Linked DNA regions of Sus scrofa: region 1 is linked to region 2. The links are chromatin contacts, called in public Hi-C maps. All regions are on one chromosome and are shown on one strand. The core of a region is the stretch at or near the end of the contact, and the rest is flanking DNA. Distances in the headings are between cores, read along the strand shown.

Region 1 (5,090 bases), core at 193-2,692, 54 kb before region 2:
GATTACAATGAGAAAAGTGTTTTAATTAGGGCTCAACATTTTATAATTTAAGAATATTTTACAGGTGACTCGTACAATAAATCAACGAATACAAGTTTACAATCTGCCTGGTGTCCTAACTTGTTTAGGGTGTAAAGTATCCACTTTTTCACAGCACTCTCTACAAAGGTAGCCTGGAGGGATCCCAGACTGAAGATGTATGTGCTTGTGCGTGCATGTATCTTGTCAACAGCCTGCAATAACCCCAGGAAAAGGTGCCTCTTGTTTTTCCCCAGCACCTGTCGACTGTGGCATCTGAAGCTCGTTAGTAAAACGAGTTAAAAAAAAAAAAAACACGCAGAAAGTAAAGTTTCACTAAGCCTTTTGTACCAGGCATATAATGGATAAAAAAATAACGGGAGTCGGGGACGGTCAGCTCCCCCGAAGGAGATTCACTACCTAGTCTTCCATCTCTTCCTCCCTTCTCTCTCACACTTTCCCCTGCTCAAGAGGCGAGACTGGAGAAGAACGGGTCAAATGTTTAACAAGGATGGTAGGCGGGGGAACAGAGAATCGGCGTCTGACCGAGGGTAAATCCAGACAAAGTTGTTTCCTTCAACGCACTGAAGTGCACGCACAAAACCAATGCGCTGTCCTAAGTGGTTGTAGTAACAGTACCCGGCCCAGGGCCTAAACGCCAGGGCTGTGCCCAAACCGGAGGCATTGTCCCCTATCCTACGGTTCCAATAACCTTACCGTCGGACTCTGCCCGAACCAGCAGCGACATCCCCTTGAGCTCCTCCACATAAGTGGAGGAGACGTGCCCGGTGCCTCGGTCGTCCCATTGCCGGTCTTCGTTCAGGGTATAGACCTTCACTCGCCGCCTCGTATCCGACATGGTGGCTGCTGTCCCCACTACTCCAGCCGCCGCCTCCTCGTTCACCTAGTCCGCCTCTCTCACTCTTGAGAAACGGTAGCGGCGGTGGCGGCAGCGGCGGCGGCGGCGGCTCCGGAGAGGCCTGAGTTCACCATGGCTCCCAAGGTTCAGCCGCGGGAAAGGACAACACGAGCCACTGAGACCTTTCCGCCTGGAGTCCCGGTTTCCTCTCACTTCACCCCCGCTCACACCCACCCTCCCCGCCCTTTGACCCCCAGAGCTCTCTAGCTCTCCCGCCGCAGCCACCGCCGCCGCCGCCGCCGCCGCCGCCGCCGCCGCGGTAACTGCTACAGATCCGCCATCTTGTAACCCGATTCTCTCTGCCTTTCTCTTCCTCCTCCAGCAAGCTCGCACGGGCTGTCCTAGCAGGGGCTACGGCGGCCGACAAGTCCAACATGCATCGCCTCGGTTTCTGCATGCGCTTCCCGGGCTGGACCGTACTCGGTTTTCTCGCGATGCAGGGTACTGGGCTGAGGTGGGAGGGCCTAAGTGCGACTTTCTCCTCTCTCGACCCCGCCTACTGGCGCGTGATCTCGGCTGGGAGGGCGGTTCTCGCGAGCCTCCAGTCACGGCTGGTACCGCGAGACTCTTCTCTGTGCAGACCGCCAGAACCGAGTTGTGGATGCGGCTTCCGGCGGTTGCTGTCTGTGACAGGCGTGTGGAAGAGCCAAGCTCTGTGGAAAAAACAGAGCAAATCTGGGAGGTACGCATCCTTGGACAGGACTTACTCTGAGCCAAAGGGAAGAAAATGTGCTCGCACTCCTTAATGGAAGCTCACCCTGTCAGCCTGTAGGAGAAAAACAGTTAAAACCTCTTGTCTGTGAAGACTTTAGGAATTTAAAATGTCTAATGCGACCCCAAACCCACTGCAATTCGTAGTGGAGTCTGTTATAGTTAAGCATTTCCTCAGGAAGTGTTCGTGTTTGTCCAGAAGATTGTAACATCGTACAAAGGTGTGACAGTTTCTTATTTCCTGCCCAGGCGTTTTGCCGTTATGCTTTTGGTGGCTGGCCATTGGAAAGCATACTTTCCGCTTTGTGAAAATATGGTGTTCTTCCCTAATTTGTAATCTCGGAAAATGAGTCTTCAGATAAGTTTAGGGAACTGGCGGGAACTACCTGCCTAACTTATCTAAGCATTGTTTTTGATATTTTTGAGTTTCTCTTCCTGGCATTTCTTGCATTCTCTCTCGGGAAGACTTCTGCACTGAGGAAGAAATTCTTTTGGCGTTTACATTAGTTGTCAAACAACAGATTAATTTTCAAACATTGCACGGTGGATACGGGTGAACTGAGCAGTCATTTATTTCAATCCTTGTTTTCTTGATAGACTCCTTTTATTCGTTTTTTTAAGGACAGTTCTTGCCGCTAGCTCTTTACAGCTCTTTAGTCTGAAAGGTGAAAATCAGGCGAAATGCACGTTTTGCTGCAGCGCATCTTGGGAGTTGTAGTCATCCTAATCCATGGTTTGTCGAAACGTGCTTATGTTTTGACTAGATCTTGTGTGTACACCCTTCCGCATTGCACTGAAACGTGAGAATGTTTTAGAGCAGATGCCTGATAAAAAATACTCATTTCAAAATCTGGATACATAGGATTCGTATAGGATTTTTTTTTTTTTTTTTTAATCTAAAGAGGACCTAAGAGGAGTTCCCGTCGTGGGTCAGTGGTTAACGAATCCGACTAGGAACCGTGAGGTTGCGGGTTCAATCCCTGGCCTTGCTCAGTGGGTTAAGGATCTGGCGTTGCCAGCGTTGCCCTGAGCTGTGGTGTAGGTTGCAGACGCGGCTGGGATCCCGGCGTTGCTGTGGCTCTGGCGTAGGCAGGTGGCTACAGCTCCGATTAGACCCCTAGCCTGGGAACCTCCCATATGCCGCAGAAGCGACCCTAGAAATGGCAAAAAGACAATTAAAAAAAAATAAAAAAAATAAAGAGGACCTAAGAAAATATACTTGAATTAATACACGTAGCAATAGAGCCCGTTAATTGCTCTGATCGATGTGGACTAAATGTGTTTGGAGTCCAGAGGAAATAACATTTCTGTCTTGGGTCAGAGAAGGCTTCACAGATAAATTTTGGGTCTGATGTTAGAGGATTCCCTGAGTGTGAGTTTGGCTTGAAGGGTATTCAAGGCTGAGGGGGCTAGGTGAACAAAGTCGTAATGTGTTACTGGCCTAAAAAATCTTGTATGTGTCATGTATTAAGTTAAAGGAATGAGAACTATACAGCAGCCACTTTGACTATACATGTTAAGAATTTAATACCCTACAAATAAGATCTAATACTGGAAAAAACTGAAATAAGTCATTTCTTGTGTTGAATCATTTAACAAGTATTTGATGAACATGTACTATGTGCTAGACAGTGAATAAATCGAAGAAGTTCCTCTTCTCATGGAGCTTACATTTTAGAGCAGGAAGATAATAAACAGATGCCAGGGACTGATAAATATTATGACCAAAAACTAAGAGTAGCAAAAGGTTAGAGAGTGGGTTTGAGAGAGGTAATGGTGTTTATTGAGGAAGGTCTTGGAGGGGTGGCATGCAGCCATGGATTTCCCTCAGGGAAGAGAGAGCCAGGAAGCAGGAATGACACATATGAAAGCTTTGAGGCTGTAGCATGCTGCATGGGTGAGAGGGATAGCAGGGAAACCATTGTGATTGTAGTGGAGCGAGAAAGAGGGAAAATAGTGGGAAATAAGGTTGGGAGTGGGAGAGAGGCTGTTTTAAAGCTCCTTGAATTTTACTTTGAATGAGTTACACATACACTAAAGAGTTCTGAAATGAGTAACATGATCTTTCTGAACAGTGTTTCAAAGCATCCCTCCCATCTTCCATGCCTTTAATATCTCTTTTCTCTAAATATCTGAAAGGAAGGAACAGTTTAACCCTTAGGACTCATCTCTGGCCCTTGCTGGATCCTCAGGCATATGCTCTTGTTTTTTCTTCCACTAGGTCACAGGGATTCCCTCTTCTACTGTAACAGGCCTATCTCTAACATTTCTAAGGTCCGGGACAAGCCTGCAAATGGAAAACCATATACTGTACTTCTAAAGATTTAAGATTTACTTATTTATTTATTTATTTTGTATTTTTAGGGCTGCACCCATGGCATATGGAGGTTCCCAGGCTAGGGGGTCTAATTGGAGCTACAGCTGCTGGCCTATGCCACAGCCACAGCAGTGCCAGATCCTGAACTGTGTCTGTGACCTGCACCACAGCTCACGGCAAAGCTGGATCCTCAACCCACTGAGTGAGGCCAGGGGTCCAACCTGCAACTTCATGGTTCCTAGTTGGATTCGTTTCTGCTGCACCACAATGGGAACTCCTAAAAATTTAAGTTTTCAATCAAGCTATTACCTTTTTCCTACCTTCAGTATACTTGAAGAAATATATTTTCATAATAGCCTGGAAGCCATATTCAAATCTAGAATTCCTTTTTTGGGCCGCAACTGCGGCATATGTAAGTTCCCAGGGGCTAGGGGTCGAATTGGAGCTGCAGCTGCTGGCCTACACCACAGCCACAGCAACGCCAGATCCGAGCCTCATCTGCGACCTACACTGCAAATTATGGCAACACCGGATCCTTAACCCACTGAGCGGGGCCAGGGATGTCATGGATACTAGTCGGGTTTGTTACCTCTGAAGCATAACAGGAACTCCCAAATCTAGAATTGTTGAACTCCTCAGAGTTCCAGAGTCTCCCTTTGGCTCCTGAAGTCCTTAGTCTGCCTTCTTTTTTTCACACCTCACCTCTGTCCTGCACTTTGATAGCCCTTAACATGCACACATAGGATACCCCAGCCTTCTGTCCAAGCCCTGTGTACGTCTACACTTCTTAAATGTAGTCACTCCTTGGCCATTCCTCAGCAGGACAGAATTTAGAAATTATGTATGTGGTTAATTTCCCATGTTTAACCTTAACCAAGGTATTGTAGCATGTTTTTATGGCTTTTTAACTTTTTTTCTCAAATCCACTTGAAATTTTTTGAGTATATGCAGTAGGATATCAATTTAAAAATTTCCCCTTCAAATGGAGAACCACCTGTCAACATCATTTAACAGATGATGAAGATTATTATTAGAACAAATAACTGAAATGCTATTTAAGTCATATTCTTTATTACATTTACAGACACACACATACTTGTATATCTAGATTGGAGTCTTAATCCA
Region 2 (4,953 bases), core at 1,911-4,410:
CCTTGTGGACTAAAGTAGCCTTTTAACACACAAACTGGATCATTTCTCTTCTTATATTCTTTAAAATTTCCCTCATTACTTTCAGGACAAAATATAAATTCCAAAATTGCCTACAGATAACTTCGTGTTTTATAATGGTGCCAAGACAAGTCAATGGGGGAAAGAGTCTTTTCAACAACAATGCTGGGACAATTGGATATCCATATGCAAAGAAGTTAATAAAGTTGGATCCTTCCCTTATAAGTATAAATTACTGCAAAATGGATTCTTCACTTAAATGTAGGAGCTAGAACTATAAAATTCTAAGAAAAAAACATAAGTAAATCTTCATAAACCTAGGTTGGACAACATCTTATAATGACATCAAAAGCACAAGTAACAAAAAAATAGATTAATTTGACTGTCAAAATTAAGAACTTTCATGCTTCAAAGGATTTCATCAAGAAAGTAAAAGAAAATCTACAGAATAGGTGAAAGTATTTGGAAGTCATAAACCTGAGAAGGGACCTGTATCCTGAATGTGTAAAGAATTCTTACAGCTCAAAAAGAAACCCAATTTTAAAAACTGGCAAAAGATTTGAATAGATATCTCTTCAAGGAAGACAACAAAAGGCCAATAAATACATGAAAATATGCTCAACATCATTACACACTAGGGAAATGTGAATCAAAACCATAATGAGATATTATTCACATCTACTAGGATGGTTGTATGTTGATGAGGATGTGGAGAAACTGGAACCCTCACACAATGGCTGATGGAAATGTAAAATGGCACAACTGGGAAACGGCAATTCCTCAAGAGGTTAAACACAGAAGATCGTATGACCCAGCAATTCTACTCCTATATGAGCCTATGAGAAATGAAAACATATGTCCATGTAAAAATTTACACATGAACCTTCATGGTGGTATTATTATAACTCCCAAATGGAAACAATTCAAATATCTGCCAAATGATGAATGAGTATATCAAAGAGAGGATGGGTACTCACAAGGATGAGCCAAGGAGTAGATTTACCCCAAGCCCCTCCTCCCCCATTCTAGCAACACAAGGGAGAGAAGTGGAGCTAGGAAAGCATTATCAAAAGCTTGAACTAGAAGGGTCCACTTATAATAAAAGGATTTTTTTCCATTTATAAAACTGTAAATATAGCTCTTTATGTGGTTGAACCCTCTGATACAGAACTGTGGATAGGGCCTGACTGTGGGACTTGAACATCCTTGGATTTTGGTATTCATGGTGGCTTCTGGAACCAATCCCCTGCAAATTCTGAGGGCTGAGTGAATCACTCAGAGAGAAACAAATGAGCAAACAATCCAGCTCTGCAGTACCCCAAATGTTCGCAAACACATGCTTTGATTTGTATTCAAATACCAAGTTTTTCTACTCTCTTTTTTCCCTCTGTTGAGTCTACCGGGGTCTTCTTTAGGGGTCCTAGGCCACCACCAGATAGTCCTTTGGTCCTATCTTCATGATTACCCTAATTTAAACTTTTTTTTCCCCCACCAGATATGTGCAATTTATAGTATGCAAAGATCCAGGCAGTTACTTTTCAATATGTCTCATGATCTCAGTTGGTATTAACTGACCTATATAATTTTTTCCTATTAACGCACTTTTTGTTTTTGGTGCAAACCTGTTATTAGTTTTATATTTCATGGTTGATTTTACTTCTTATGAATTTACTTGTCAATATTTTAATGTACAAAATACTGCCAAGTACATAAAAGATTGCTAACACATCAGTGGCTTCTGGGGATTGGAACTGGGTAGCTCTGAAACTGTATGGTAAAGAGATTTCTGAGCTTTTTAATGTTGAATCATGAGTGAATGAATACCTAATCAAAAATTACTTCTGAAAAAATAAATAATAAAAAGGATAAGATGAGTAGAGAGATCCTACTGGTGGGCAGAAGAGTGGGAGGAGGTACTTTAGGAAGAGCAAAAGGAAAAGAGGAGCCACCTGCCATAGGAAGTAGAACTCCAGAGCATGTACTTTTTTTTAGAAAGTATATGTGAAAATGTAGATATATAAAGTAAGCATTAGCAGTTTCATTTATTCTAAGAATGAATCCAGTAGGAATTTTTAAAAAGTGATTTTAGACATGAATTGTGGCAAATACCCCCTAGAGAAAGTATGGGTTTGAAACACAATTTCAAAATCCACCTAGTCTCATAGTACTAGTTTGTCTGACTCTGAGATAGTTACCTTCTCCGAACCTCTGTTTTTTTGTTTTTTGTCTTTTTTGCCATTTCTTTGGGCCATTTCGCGGCATATGGAGGTTCCCAGGCTAGGGGTTGAATCGGAGCTGTAGCCGCCGGCCTACACCAGAGCCACAGGAACGGGGGATCCGAGCCGCGTCTGCAGCCTACACCACAGCTCACAGCAACGCCGGATCCTCAACCCACTGAGTGAGGCCAGGGATTGAACCCGCAACCTCATGGTTGCTAGTCGGATTCGTTAACCACTGAGCCACGACGGAAACTCCCCTGAGCCTGTTTTAACTATAAAGTGGAAGTTGTAGTACCTTTACCACAGACTTAAACAGAGAGCATCATATAACTGGCGTTCCCTTCCTACTGAGCTGCCCTTCCCTTCCTACCAGGGTCATGTTCGCCATGGTTTTTAGACAGTAAACTGGATGGATGACGTAAACATCCATTGTCAACGCATTATCTTCTCATTTCATAGCCCAAAAGTCCTCGAAAGTAAAGAGAAGGGTAATCAGGTGGAGAGACTCACCAGAAGAAAGGAAGCACGGAACAGGGCAGGAAGGAGGAGCAAGAAGCAAAGGGCACGAAGCTGAGAGCGAGAGAAGGAGGAGGATCCCAAGATAAAAACTCCAAACCCGGAAAGGGAAATTTGGAATTCACGTTTGGAGTAAAGAGGGGAAAGAGACCTGGGTCGCCGGATTCGTACTCCAGGAGATGAATGTACTCGAACTGGCCTGACAGTGCGCCTTGTGAAAGGAGAGAGAACGCACACATTCCTTACCTGCTGCCTAAGTCCACGGCCACGGTTCGGGACCTCCCGCCACTCCATAGTGCTCGCACCTGCAGCTGGGTGAGTGTCCGATCCCTCCCTGGCAGACGGAAGGGACCTCTGCCCAGCGGCCGAAGCCGGAGGCATGAGCAGCAGCCCCTGCAGGCCGCCATGACACCCTGCACGCGCTCAGCCCGGGCTGCGCCCTGATTGGCTTATTCTGCAGAAGGTGGGGCGGAGCCTGATGCAGTTTCGTTTCCGTGGTGCCGGGGGCGGGGAACGCCGAGGAAGTGGATACCTGGCCCCTTTCTACGAAGCCTAGTAAGGGTCAAACCTATCTGAATGCGATTGTGCTTTAACTTCGTAACAGACAATGAACAGCAATTAGAAAAGTGTGTTTGGGTTTTGTTTGCTTTGCTATCATAGTTTCAAAGAGAATCCTAGAATAATGTAAGTGTTTAATACATAACTATAGTGGTAATAGAAGTACTCAGAAAACACATTACTATGATTTCGGCGTCTGCTAGCTGAGAATTAGAATTTGTGTAGTGGGCCACACCGGCTTTTATTTTATAAATTTCAAACAAGTGTGTTACTACCAAGATTTGCGTTAACTTATTTCTATTAAGTTAATTTCACTTCTTGTTGACCTATATCATCATTTTATATATCTTTATGGTCATTTTTGGATTCATCCTCATTTCCATTGTTAATATTTAGCAACTCTTTCTTTACAAATCAACCCTTAAATGCAAAATGCCCGCTACTTTTTTTTTTAATATTTTGGGAAATGAGAAAAAGTTTTGGAATTTGAATTTGATAAATTTTTAGGGGGTGGATAAATTTCTTCCATTCCTCCTAATCCAGTTTGTTGGAAAATCTTTATATGGTATCTGGAATGAACCCAGTGATCATTTTTCTATTATGAGGGTCATATTTCTCTTTTAAGGTCATAATGCCTCCCCTCAAAGAAATCCAAAGAAATCCAAACAATGAAACTCAACGAACACTTAAACAGGTTTTAGAACAAAAAATGTTAATTCCATACAAATTATTTAGTGGCAAAACAACTCTCTTACACCTTGCTCTCAAGAGCTATTATCACTGATTTGGAATTTCCATGCTAATAGAAGGGATTATTGATAACTCTGTTTATAGGTATTTAGTATTAGTTTTTGCCTTTTCCTTTGCTTTTGACTTAACCTTGTGTTGCCAGTGTGGGTTTGATCCCTAGCCCTCGGATCTTCTGCTTACTGCAGACACGGCCAAAAAGAACAAAAACAAAACCAAAAAAACCCACCAAAAATCAAACCTACCACTGCATTAAGTGATTATCAATTAAAATTTAATTTGGTTTGTAGTTTATTTGGGGCTATAAATGTATTTATTTTAGTTTTATGACTAAACTACAAGAATAAGGGGATTATGTCTTGCTATATATTTGTGCATATGTAAGCAACATAATAAAAAGTATCTTCGAACACTGAAGGGATCCATCAAAATTTAGTAGTCTACTCAACTTTAAGAAAGTCTGCTCAACATCAGTGCCAGAGAAATCTTTCTAAATCACAAACCTAAATGCGTCTCCATCCTGATTAAACTTTACTGATGGCTTCCTAAATCTTTAATCAACACGATAAAATCTCAACTGCTTTGTGTGGACTATGAACCTTTCGTATTTATCCTCATCAGTTTTGACTTACTACCCTACTTCCTTATCTCCCTCTCCTCACTTTATTTTATTTCATTTCATTTATTTATTTATTTTGCTTTTTAGGGCCACACCAGGGACATATGGAAGTTCCCAGGCTAGCCGTCTAACTGGAGCTGCAGCTGCAGCTTCTGGCCTATACCACAGCCACAGCAACTGAGAATCTGATTGCCATCTTCAACTTAAATCACAGCTCAAGGCAACGCCGGATCCTTAACCCACTGAGCAAGGCCAGGGATCCAACCTTCATCCTTA

The links. Hi-C and Micro-C count contacts between places; a contact is called where the count stands out from the background.
Region 1: a Hi-C map of liver shows a contact between it and region 2, with 3 times the contacts expected there. The contact joins the promoter of CCDC85A here to the promoter of PNPT1 in region 2. A contact is called at or near these places in 1 of 5 promoter capture datasets (liver) and 6 of 47 Hi-C or Micro-C datasets (blood, epiblast stem cells, heart right ventricle and 2 more).

The regions. Positions count from the first base shown.
Region 1 is chr3:85,646,206-85,651,295 of Sscrofa11.1, reverse strand. It overlaps CCDC85A (coiled-coil domain-containing protein 85A), which reads left to right and starts at 1,442. Exons shown (of 18, transcript XR_002342946.1): 1 at 1,442-1,619. PPP4R3B (protein phosphatase 4 regulatory subunit 3B) reads right to left here and starts at 1,232. Exons shown (of 17, transcript NM_001244675.1): 1 at 1,198-1,232; 2 at 736-980. The coding sequence starts at 877.
Region 2 is chr3:85,593,613-85,598,565 of Sscrofa11.1, reverse strand. It overlaps PNPT1 (polyribonucleotide nucleotidyltransferase 1), which reads right to left and starts at 3,160. Exons shown (of 28, transcript NM_001246267.1): 1 at 3,000-3,160. The coding sequence starts at 3,160. The region is part of intron 3 of CCDC85A (coiled-coil domain-containing protein 85A); the gene reads left to right.